Regions from separate parts of the Hordeum vulgare genome. Here region 1 is linked to region 2. The links are chromatin contacts, called in public Hi-C maps. All regions are on one chromosome and are shown on one strand. Each heading gives the region's core, a stretch centred on a gene start, on an enhancer-like site or on the middle of the called end of the contact. The rest is flanking DNA. Distances are from core to core; before and after follow the strand shown.

Region 1 (5,016 bases), core at 98-2,597, 220 kb after region 2:
GAAAAGTGCGTACCATGTTGCGATGACTGATCACTATGATCAGTTTTGCCCAAGCTCAACCAGTGCTAACCCATCTGGAGACAGACCACTCTGGCGGTTAGTGTGGAGTGCGGAGGTTCCCCCAAAGCTGAAGAATTTTGCTTGGCAAGTTGTCTCGGGCACCCTACCTACAGACGCGGAGAAGAAGAGACGACACTTTGATCTAAATGGCTTCTGTCGGCTATGTGATAGGGAACAAGAATCCTCATTTCATGCTCTTATTTCTTGTCCGATCGCTGCCTCCTTATGGGACTTAATGCGGAATCATTGGCCTCTTCCGGATAGATCTTTGATCAAATGGACACGCAACGAATGGCTACTTCAGCTCCTGGAAGAATCCCACGTCTCCATCCGTAGCAGAATTATAATGGTCCTCTGGCGATCCTGGTATGTCAGAAATGAATTGCTTCATGGTAAAGATCCCCCTCCGCAAGATGTCTCATGTTCCTTCCTGCAAAGTTATTATAACACCTTCACTCAGATATCAAGCAGTGTGGAGGAGATTATTAAAGGAAAAGCTCCGGTGGTTCACGGTCCAATTTGTGTACCCGTTAAGCCTGCATCACGCTTACCTTGGCCTCCTCCTCCGGCTGGAATGGTGGCGCTGTCAATGGATGTCTCGTACTGCGCGACAGATGGATCAGCTGGCTCGGGGATAATTCTGAGGACAAGGACGGGTGAGGTGATATTTGCTGCGTACCGGAAGCTGTTCCATTGCAATGATGCGCTTGAAGCGGAATTACATGCTGTTCTGGAGGGTATTAAGCTCACTACTGAGCATTTCGACGCTGCAATTATGGTTCAATCGGATTGTGCTGCTGCTATCAACGCAGTAACGGGTGCTTCGTTGGATAAATCAGACTATGGCCATATGATCCAAGAGATCAAGTTTCTTTTAAGTGATAGGGTTTTTATTCGTGTAAAAGTTTTCTGCGATTAAAGTAGAGTTGTAGACTGCTTAGCGAATTATGGACGATGTGGGGATAGTAGAGCCTGTTGGCTGGGCCACTCTCCTCCTTTTGCCAATGATCTCGTGGTTGAGGATTGTAACTCTGTTATGTTGGAATAAAAACCTATCACTTTCAAAAAAAATAACCGCTTATTGGCCATGATTTTTGACCTTGAAAATCCAAAACGTTGGAGTCGGCCGCACGAGGCATGAAAGACCGTTGCCCTGAGCCGTGGCGTGGCAAAGAGAAAGAGGTATTCGGACACAGAGGAACGCGTCACTCCTGTTTGTGAAGCAAAGATTCTTCCTTTCTTGGTGCAGCGCAAGATTCCCATGAAAGGAAAAGGTTCCGTCTGGAAGGCACTGTTACGAGAAGAAGCAGAAAATAGCAATTACTACACGCGAGAAAGAAAACGTGCGGAAACAAACAAGGAAGGAAGGAGAAAGCTCGCGGCTTCCTCTGCCCCCGAGCGAATCCCACCCATCCTCTTCCTCCCCCCACGTCTTCCTCCTCTCCACCCCTTTCCCCTTCCACAGCCCCCGTCCCTCCCCCGAATCCGAGCCGCCTGCTCCGTCCAAACGGTGGGGCGCGGCTCCGATCCGCCCGATCCGGTTCGCTCTCGAGGCTCCGGTGCGCGAGGCGGCGGCGGCGATGGATTCAGAGGACGACGCGCGTGACTCCGCCGACGAGGACTTCTACAGCGGCGGCGAGGCGGGCCTCGCCCTCAGCGACGACGGGGACGCGGACTACGACTTCGCGGACCGCGACTCCGATGACTCGGATGACCTAATCTCCCATAGGCAGCAGGTGATCATCGATTGCCGTCCGCTTCGGTCCCGGTATAGAAATTGATTGTTCAAGATAATCGGAATGGGGGATGCAGCAGCGACGGAGTGGCCACGTATCGGTCGTTCTGTCTGCCCCTTAATGATAGGATGGATGATGTGGACAGAAATGATCTCACGCATATACTACGATATTATATATACAGTGGATAGAAATGTGACTGGTTGGATGATCTAGATATTGCTTTCGGTTGCCTGTGTGATTGCCTGACATCGATCAGAGTCCTTTCCATGGATGAAAAGATAAGCCGAGCATTCCCGATGAATTACTTCTGGTTGTCCAATAGGTGCTAGCTGTCACTGGTGTCCTGGCATGCCAAATTCATTTCGTGTTGTAGCTTGTAATCCACAGTGTGTCGCCTTGCTCGTCGGTTATGACTCCAGTTCTGGTTGCTGGTAATAAGTGGTAATGAATGTAGCATGATAGGGAGAGCGTTGCTTAGGGTAGGACTGTAGGATAGCATGCAAACGAGAACTTCTGAACTGGGGAGTAAATAATGGCGAGTATGTATTAGGCATGTACTGACATGCAACCTTGAAGCAAGGATATACCAGTCTAATTGGTATGTTTCTGAATCTGATTTTTGGGAGGTTTCCTGAAGCTTGCTGGTTTGATTGGAGCTGGCACTTTTTTAATGTTTGATCTGATAGCTCTAGCCAAAAGATGGTGATTAATTCGCAGATCATGCTAATTAGGTGAATACACGAGTCTACTTAGTGTTTACTTACTCACAACCGATGGAAATTTCTATGTGGGATGCAAGTACTTTTCTAGCTTCGAACTATGAAATAGGGTACATTGCACGATCTTCGCATAGGTCGTTAAATTCATTTTGTTCCGATTCACTATTTGTAGTGATATTCTGTCTACATATCAAGCGATGAAACGATTAGGGAAAGAAAAGCTTTCGAAGCTGATGGTACACAACTCTAGCGTGTTGATTCGGGGTTATATTTTTGTTCCTCCCTTATGCTTGAACTTAAATTGATAGGGTCGAATATATCTTCCATTCGTTAGTGCACTTCCCATTCATACTGATTTTCAGTTTTAATCAGATGTGAACAGAAAAATGCTCTATGTTCTGATATATTTTTTGGCGTATGCCTTTCTTCGTGAAACATAATTGACATTCAGTATACCATCATTTTGTCATGATATGTTTTCTAGATTTTATTCACACTTTCGGTAGATGTACTTGCATTCTGAAGCGTTGTGATGTGAGTGCATCAAGTGCTGTCCAATCTGCAATAGCCGATCGCGTAAAATGTTGCAGTGTTGCTTAACACAGAGTACTAGAGGACTGGTATTTTCTTTGCTTACATGATCATGTAATCCGACAAGTTACTGTACTGGTTAATAAATATTGTTTGGAAGTGCACACAGTTAACTTACCATAGCGTTCATCTTGCATGATGATGTAAATTATAGCAAGTGCAAGATCTATTGATTTGGACATGGAGCATTAAATCCTTTATAAAAATTGAACCAATTAGCCTCTAGAAAGTTTGTATGATAAATGAAATGTCCGGCTTTTAATACCCTCGTTTCCATCTTCCTCTACCATCACCCCCACCCCTCCAATATCCTCTCTTCTCCTCTTGCCGTCCTTACAAATTCAAGTTAATATATAGTTAGCAAAGAAGTGAAAAGCCACGGAGCTGATTTGAGGCTGTTTAATTTGTAGCCAAATTTGACTACACTTTTGGGTGGCCCACATCACTGAGTGTGCCACTGTGCACACAATGCTTAAATTGGTAGCTTTAGTACAAAAGCTACTAAAGCTGCGTCAATTAATTTGGATCGGAGGGAGTATAATCGTTGCTGCAATCCAGGTAGCTTTTGAACGTAGAAATATATATTATTGTAGAATTGTAATGATATCAGTATTCTGCCACACAAATAGAGTTATAACAATCCGATTTTTTTTAACAATATTGTTTTTTTTCTTGGGACCTTTGATACATAAAGTCCGGGCCTCCAGTGTACATTTTGGTCGACAATGTATCGAGGTTTGGGCTATTAGCATGTAAACACATGTTATCTCTCTCTGCGCATGCTTCCATGTGTTCTTCGAGGCTGAATAATATACTAGAAATCAGCAAATTCCTTCCTGGACGTGGAAAATACAACCAACAGAATTCTTATTTTTCTTTTCTTTTGCCTAGTTTTTTTCTGATTATGTATTCCATGAGTGTGTGATTTTTGGTGTATGTACCTGTTAAATAGTCAGATTTTACTGCCAAAGGATTTTTATTTAGTAACTACATGCTGGTTTGACCAAGATTAACTTTCTTTCTCTCCATTTAATCTAGTGATGAACTGGCAGTACTCAGCTTATGTGGTTCTTAGGTGTTCATTTCACCTTATATCTATTTTTATCTTACTACTATTTTCTTGTTTATATTCCAGCAAAACTACAGTGTACTGAGTGAAACTGACATAAAGCAACATCAAGCAGATGACATGAATCGGGTTTCAACTGTTCTTTCAATTTCAAAATCAGAAGCATGCGCCCTTCTTCGCAGTTATAACTGGTAATAGGCATCATCACATCTGACATGGTAGTTACATGCTTAAATAGTTAAATTTTATCCAAGTTCCGGCACAAAATAGGTGCGAATGAGATACTGCTATATTAGGATCATACTTCTTTGGCCCTTTCTTCTCAATGGCAGCGCTGCTTGTATCTTCTTTTTTTTGTGACAGCTTCTGTAGGGGTGATATTTAATTTATGTTGCTTGTAATATTTCCTTTCTGTAAAGGCATTATAAAGTTTCTTCTTGCAGGAGCGTTAGTAAGGTGCATGATGAGTGGTTTGTTGATGAAGCACGAGTTCGTACTGCTGTTGGTTTACCGGAGAAGCAAAATGAAATGCCAAACGAAAGAGAAGTAAGGCTCGCTATTTATTTATTTTTGCTCTGTCGCCGAAGCATATTCCCCCCCCTTTGGACAATATAGTATTCTTCTAGTTGACGTTTATATTATTGGATTGCCTGTATATTTTGTAGCCTGTGGAGTTAGTATGACCTGCCTGGTAACCTGTCTTTTACTGGAGAAAATGTTGAACAGTAGGCTTGTTATTTTGAATGCTTGCGGCAAAGGGATGTGCTTGCACCTTTTTATGTTCTAGACTAGACATGCTAATGAAAACATTCCTGCTACATGTAGGTCATGTGTATAT
Region 2 (4,874 bases), core at 685-3,184:
CCATGGCCAAGTCAAACAAGTGTCCAATTCGACCAACAAAGTGACGTCCATGTCTACTCATGGTTGAATTAAAATCGTGTGGAATGTATGTTATTTTAGTTATCATCGTGTACTTGTGATTTGTGTTTTGAGACTTGATAATTGAGAACTCAGGGTGACAGTCTGAGACCTTAATGTTTGTTGTTTGCTGCTGAAGTGGAATCATATACTGAACTTGATTTGTTTCATGTCAAGTGTTATGTTGTCAAGTACTAAGCGGTGATGGTGTTTGCTGCTTGTCGATTATATGGGTTGATGTTACTTGATCTTCTTACTTTCTGTTGTCAAATATAAATGAGTATGGGTGAATGAATCTTATATAAATGAGTATGCATGCATGAATCTTCTTGCTCGTGAAGTGGTGATTATATATAGTGCTGATGTTTTATTTTAATATTTTCATGTGGATGTGTTTGCTGGTGAAGTGGTGATTATGTATATAGTGCTAATTTTTGTTATGTACACATGCACCTCTATACAAATATTTGTTGTCTTTGTACACACACATCACCCCAACACACACCTTTGTACATACATGTACCTCTCTTCTATATAGTTTGCATACAAGTGTTACTCGTAGTAACATAAATCTGAGTTCTAGCAATTAATTTGGTTTGGTTGGTTGGGACCAAAGACCGAATGGTAAAAACCGAAGACCGAATAGTGAAGAACTTAAAAGACCGAAATTATTTCGGTGTTCAATTATGGAAGACCGGATTTTTGAAAGACCAGAACGACCAAACCAAAAAGACCGAAGGCTCGGGTGACCGATAATGATCTCCGCGCACACCCCCTTGCGCGATGGTCATTGGCATGGCCCAACCCATTTGCCATGTTTTTTTGTCTTTTTTTCTTTTTTGCTCCTCTTTACTTTTCATTTTTTTGCGAATTTTGTCCTTTCAAATTCCGAACACTTTCTTGTTCATCGAATTCAAGAACTGTTCATCGATGTAAACACAATTCAACAATTCAGAAAATGTTTATCGAATTCAATTTTTTGTTTGAACGTAAACATTGTTCATCAAATTAAGACAATGTTCAACAAATTCAAAATTAGTTCGTTGTTTTCAATAAATGTTCATCAAATTCAAAAACAATTCATCCATTTAAAAAAAGTGTTTTTGAATATAATTATTTTTTATGAAGTTCAAAAAACTTCATGGAATTCAAAATTAGTTCATGAAAATATGAAAGAAAGTTCATCATTATTAAAAAATGCTTATAATTTTTTTCATTGAAATAAATAAATGTTTATTAAAATTGAATAAATGTTCCTTCTTTTGAATTGCAACTTTTTTATTAAAGAACCTTTTTCTGACAATTCACAATGTTTTGAAATCTTAGAACCAATCCCGTATTATTTTAATGTAGAAGGGAAAAAGGAAGGAAAAAGGAAAAGTAAAAATTAAAAAAGAAAAAAATCGAGGGGGCCCCGCCCGGGGCATGGTGTGGCCCCACAGTCAGCCTCGGCGTTTGGGTACCCTAACCCGTTACTCGAACCGAACCGAATTACCCGAATTGTTGGGTAATTCAGATATCGGGTTAGGGTTTGGTTCTCATTTCTTGGCTATTTGGTTTTCGGCTTAGGGTTCGGTTCTCATTTCTTCGCTATTTGGTTTTCGGGTTAGGGTTCGAGTTTCAGTCTAGAATATACCCATACTACCCGAATTATTTATACTACTCAAATTATTCATCATATTATTACACTATCATGTTACCCAGACTAATTAAAATAATCATACTATCCGAAATACACACTACCCAAATTATTCATATGAAAAGTTGATGTGTACTTTCAATATTTTGGATTTTTTGATACCCAGATTATCCAAATAAAAATTTTAAGTAATTTGGATTCGGATATTTTTTGAAAGAAATAGTTTTATTTCCTAATTTTAAGTATCCGAAGTACCATAAACCGAACTAGCTGACCGAACAGGGCGCGCGGGGTGTCGCGGGCGTGAGGGCTGCCGCCACTCGGGACGCCTCATGCGCCAAATAGGAGATCCCGGGGCTACCGTATGGTATAGGTCGATGCTCGAGCAACCGCTCGAGAACACACACACACACATACAGCTTCCTGCTTTCTCAAACACTGATCTTGCAGCTTCATTGTCGTCGACAGTCGGAAAGAAGGCATGGCGGGCGCGTCCTCGTGGTCGTCGTCCTGCTCGTGCACGTCGTCGCTCGGCTCCTTGGATGACGACGACGTGGTCTGCATCGTGAAGCCGGGTTCCCCCGGGCCCGGGGCAGCAGAGGGCAGCGTCAAGTTTTTGTGCAGCTACGGGGGTATGATCCTTCCACGCCACCCCGACGGCGCCCTCCGCTACGTCGGCGGCAACAACCGCGTCCTCTCCGTCGACCGCTCCCTCCAATTTCACGGTACATGCCTATACCAACGACGCCTCCTGCTGTCCATTAATCGTGTCCGGCACTCAGTTGTTTGACCGTGGATCGATCGATCACTTCAGAGCTGCAACGGAAGCTGACGGACATGTGCGGATGGGAGGCGATGAGCCTGCGGTGCCAGCTGCCGACGGAGGACCTAGACGCGCTCGTCTCCGTCACGACCAACGACGACCTCGGCCACCTGCTCGAGGAGTACGACGCCGCCAGCAGGGACCGGCTCCAGCCGCTCAAGATAAGGGCGTTCCTGTTCCCAAGGGCCAAAACGCCGCCGATCTCGCCGCCCACCCCGTCGTCCTCCAGGCCAACACCGGGGTACGTCCGCCACCAGCATCACGCGGCTCGTCCCCCTCCGGCTCGTGTGCATTCGGGCCACCGGCGCCCGCACCAGCTCCTGCTCGTCCACAACGGCAGTCGGTTGCTATAACGGCTGGATTAGCAGCCGCGTGCTGGTGTATTAGCTTGGCAGTCGTGAGATGAGATCGCCCATGGGGCGCTGTCGCTCACGAATTTGTAAGCCCTGCTTTGCATGGTTCATAACATACGTACTACTGTAACAGACTTATTAGCTTGGCTTATTTTAAATAAGATTCAGAGTCTGTCCAAAAAAAAGACAAGTATGTGTAGGAGCCGTTCTTTCCTTTCCTTTTCATTTTTCGTGATCAAAAGTGTGGATAAGTGCCGGAAACCAGAAGAACAGACGCAAGGGCGATAAGGTTCGTTGGGCGGATTGCGCAGCCAGCCTGTCTCGTCTCTTTCTGACTTCATTCATGTCTTGTCCGGCTAGTTTTGTTCCATTCCGAATCTGGAGGGTTCCTTCCGCGCAATATGTGGATGGAGTGACACGCTACGCCACTGAAGACCGGTCACGTAAATGGCAAAGCCCCCATTTGGTGCATTTTTGGTGGAGTCCATAAATACTCACTAATGGGGATACGGCCTATAGCCCCGGCCCGTAAGGGGCTTTAGCCCCGGTTCATCAACCGGGACTAAAGGGGCGGGACTAAAGGCCTAACCTTTTCGTCCTGGCCCTCTTACACGTCGGGACTAAAGGTGCTCCACGTGGGCGCCTCATAGCGTCCCAGGGGCAGGTCCTTTAGTCCCGGCTCGTTACACGGACCGGGACTAAAGATTTTTAGATTTTGCTGGTTTTTAGCTTTTTTTTGAATGAAATTATTTTTGGGTTTTAGGGTTTTACGGTTTAGGTGTTCGGGAGATTAACGTGATGCCTCGTTTGGTGTTCGGGAATTAGTTTTCATATAATTTAAAATAGAAATAATTATGCATATATATATAAGATTAACTTATCTTACAAGCGAGCATATATATACAATTATATGGAGATCTGAATTATCGGGACTAGAGCCCGTCTATTCGATTACATGGACGGACATCAGTAATGGCCCCTAGCTACACTAAATCGTCCTTTGTCATCTATAGCTTCCGTCCTCAGAAAGGTCGCAATCTCCTCTGCAACAGCAATCGCGCGTTGCTCTGGTAGGACCTTCGTCGTCATGGCCGTGTGCTATATAAGAAGAGGAGATGAATATGAATATCAATCATGATAACAAAGAATGACGGGTAAAAATAGAGGTGTGAATGTTCATTGCTTACGTCGAATCTGTGATCCTTGTCCTCAGAGGTAAACGTGCGAATGGTCTCACAAACATAGTATCCGCATAGATGCGTTTCCCGTGGCTGTTGGTCGCACTTTACGAGAATAGAATATATATAATCAAAATAATAATCTAGCATCATAAATGTATTGAAAAATAATAGAAGTATATCATACTACTACTTACCTGAGCCGCTTTAAAGGTCAGCTTCTCATGAAAGTTACCGGGAGTCACGCACTTGAACCGTTTCCAATGAAAGCTGCACATGTATATATATATAAGTGTCAGTAACTTATCAATTACACTTATAAGTGAATGGACACAACAGAGTAGAGACCCTCACCTGAAGTTGTATGGAAACAGTATGTGGTCACAGAAATTTTGATCTATTAGAAACCTTAGAAGGTTTTCCTCCGTCTCCTTGGGATAATTAGTTAGCGTCGCTATATGTATTTTATCTGGGTCAATAAACCCAATATTTAGGATGCACTTACTTTTACAATACAGAATCTTCATTCTGCATAATAGAGTACAAGTTATATATAGACAATAAATTGAAATAACTAAAAAAGTTATATGTAGACAACGAATTGAAAAACTTACAGACAATAGCAACTCATAAGCGATTTGTCGAGGGCGTCGCCATTGTACATTTGGAAGAGTTCATCAAAGTCGATATGGATTTGTTCAGGGCGGCCATAGTACTCCTTGGGGACACTCAGCATGATCATCGTTCTCCCATTCTTTGATTCCCTTAAGTACCATTGATGCAAGTAACGCATATTTGTTGGGAGATCATCTTTGCTGACCAAA

Evidence for each region. Hi-C and Micro-C count contacts between places; a contact is called where the count stands out from the background.
Region 1: a contact with region 2 is called in a Hi-C map of leaf, with 3 times the contacts expected there. The contact joins the promoter of LOC123404046 here to the promoter of LOC123402373 in region 2. A contact is called at or near these places in 3 of 6 Hi-C or Micro-C datasets (leaf and seedling) and 1 of 1 datasets of contacts at active chromatin or transcription factors (embryo).

Annotation. Positions count from the first base shown.
Region 1 is chr6H:345,171,983-345,176,998 of MorexV3_pseudomolecules_assembly, forward strand. LOC123404046 (probable E3 ubiquitin-protein ligase ARI8) reads left to right here and starts at 1,348. Exons shown (of 15, transcript XM_045097960.1): 1 at 1,348-1,796; 2 at 4,245-4,369; 3 at 4,622-4,724. The coding sequence starts at 1,641.
Region 2 is chr6H:344,954,500-344,959,373 of MorexV3_pseudomolecules_assembly, forward strand. LOC123402373 reads left to right here and starts at 1,935. Exons shown (of 3, transcript XM_045096291.1): 1 at 1,935-2,063; 2 at 2,165-2,421; 3 at 2,511-3,033. The coding sequence starts at 2,029. The coding sequence ends at 2,872.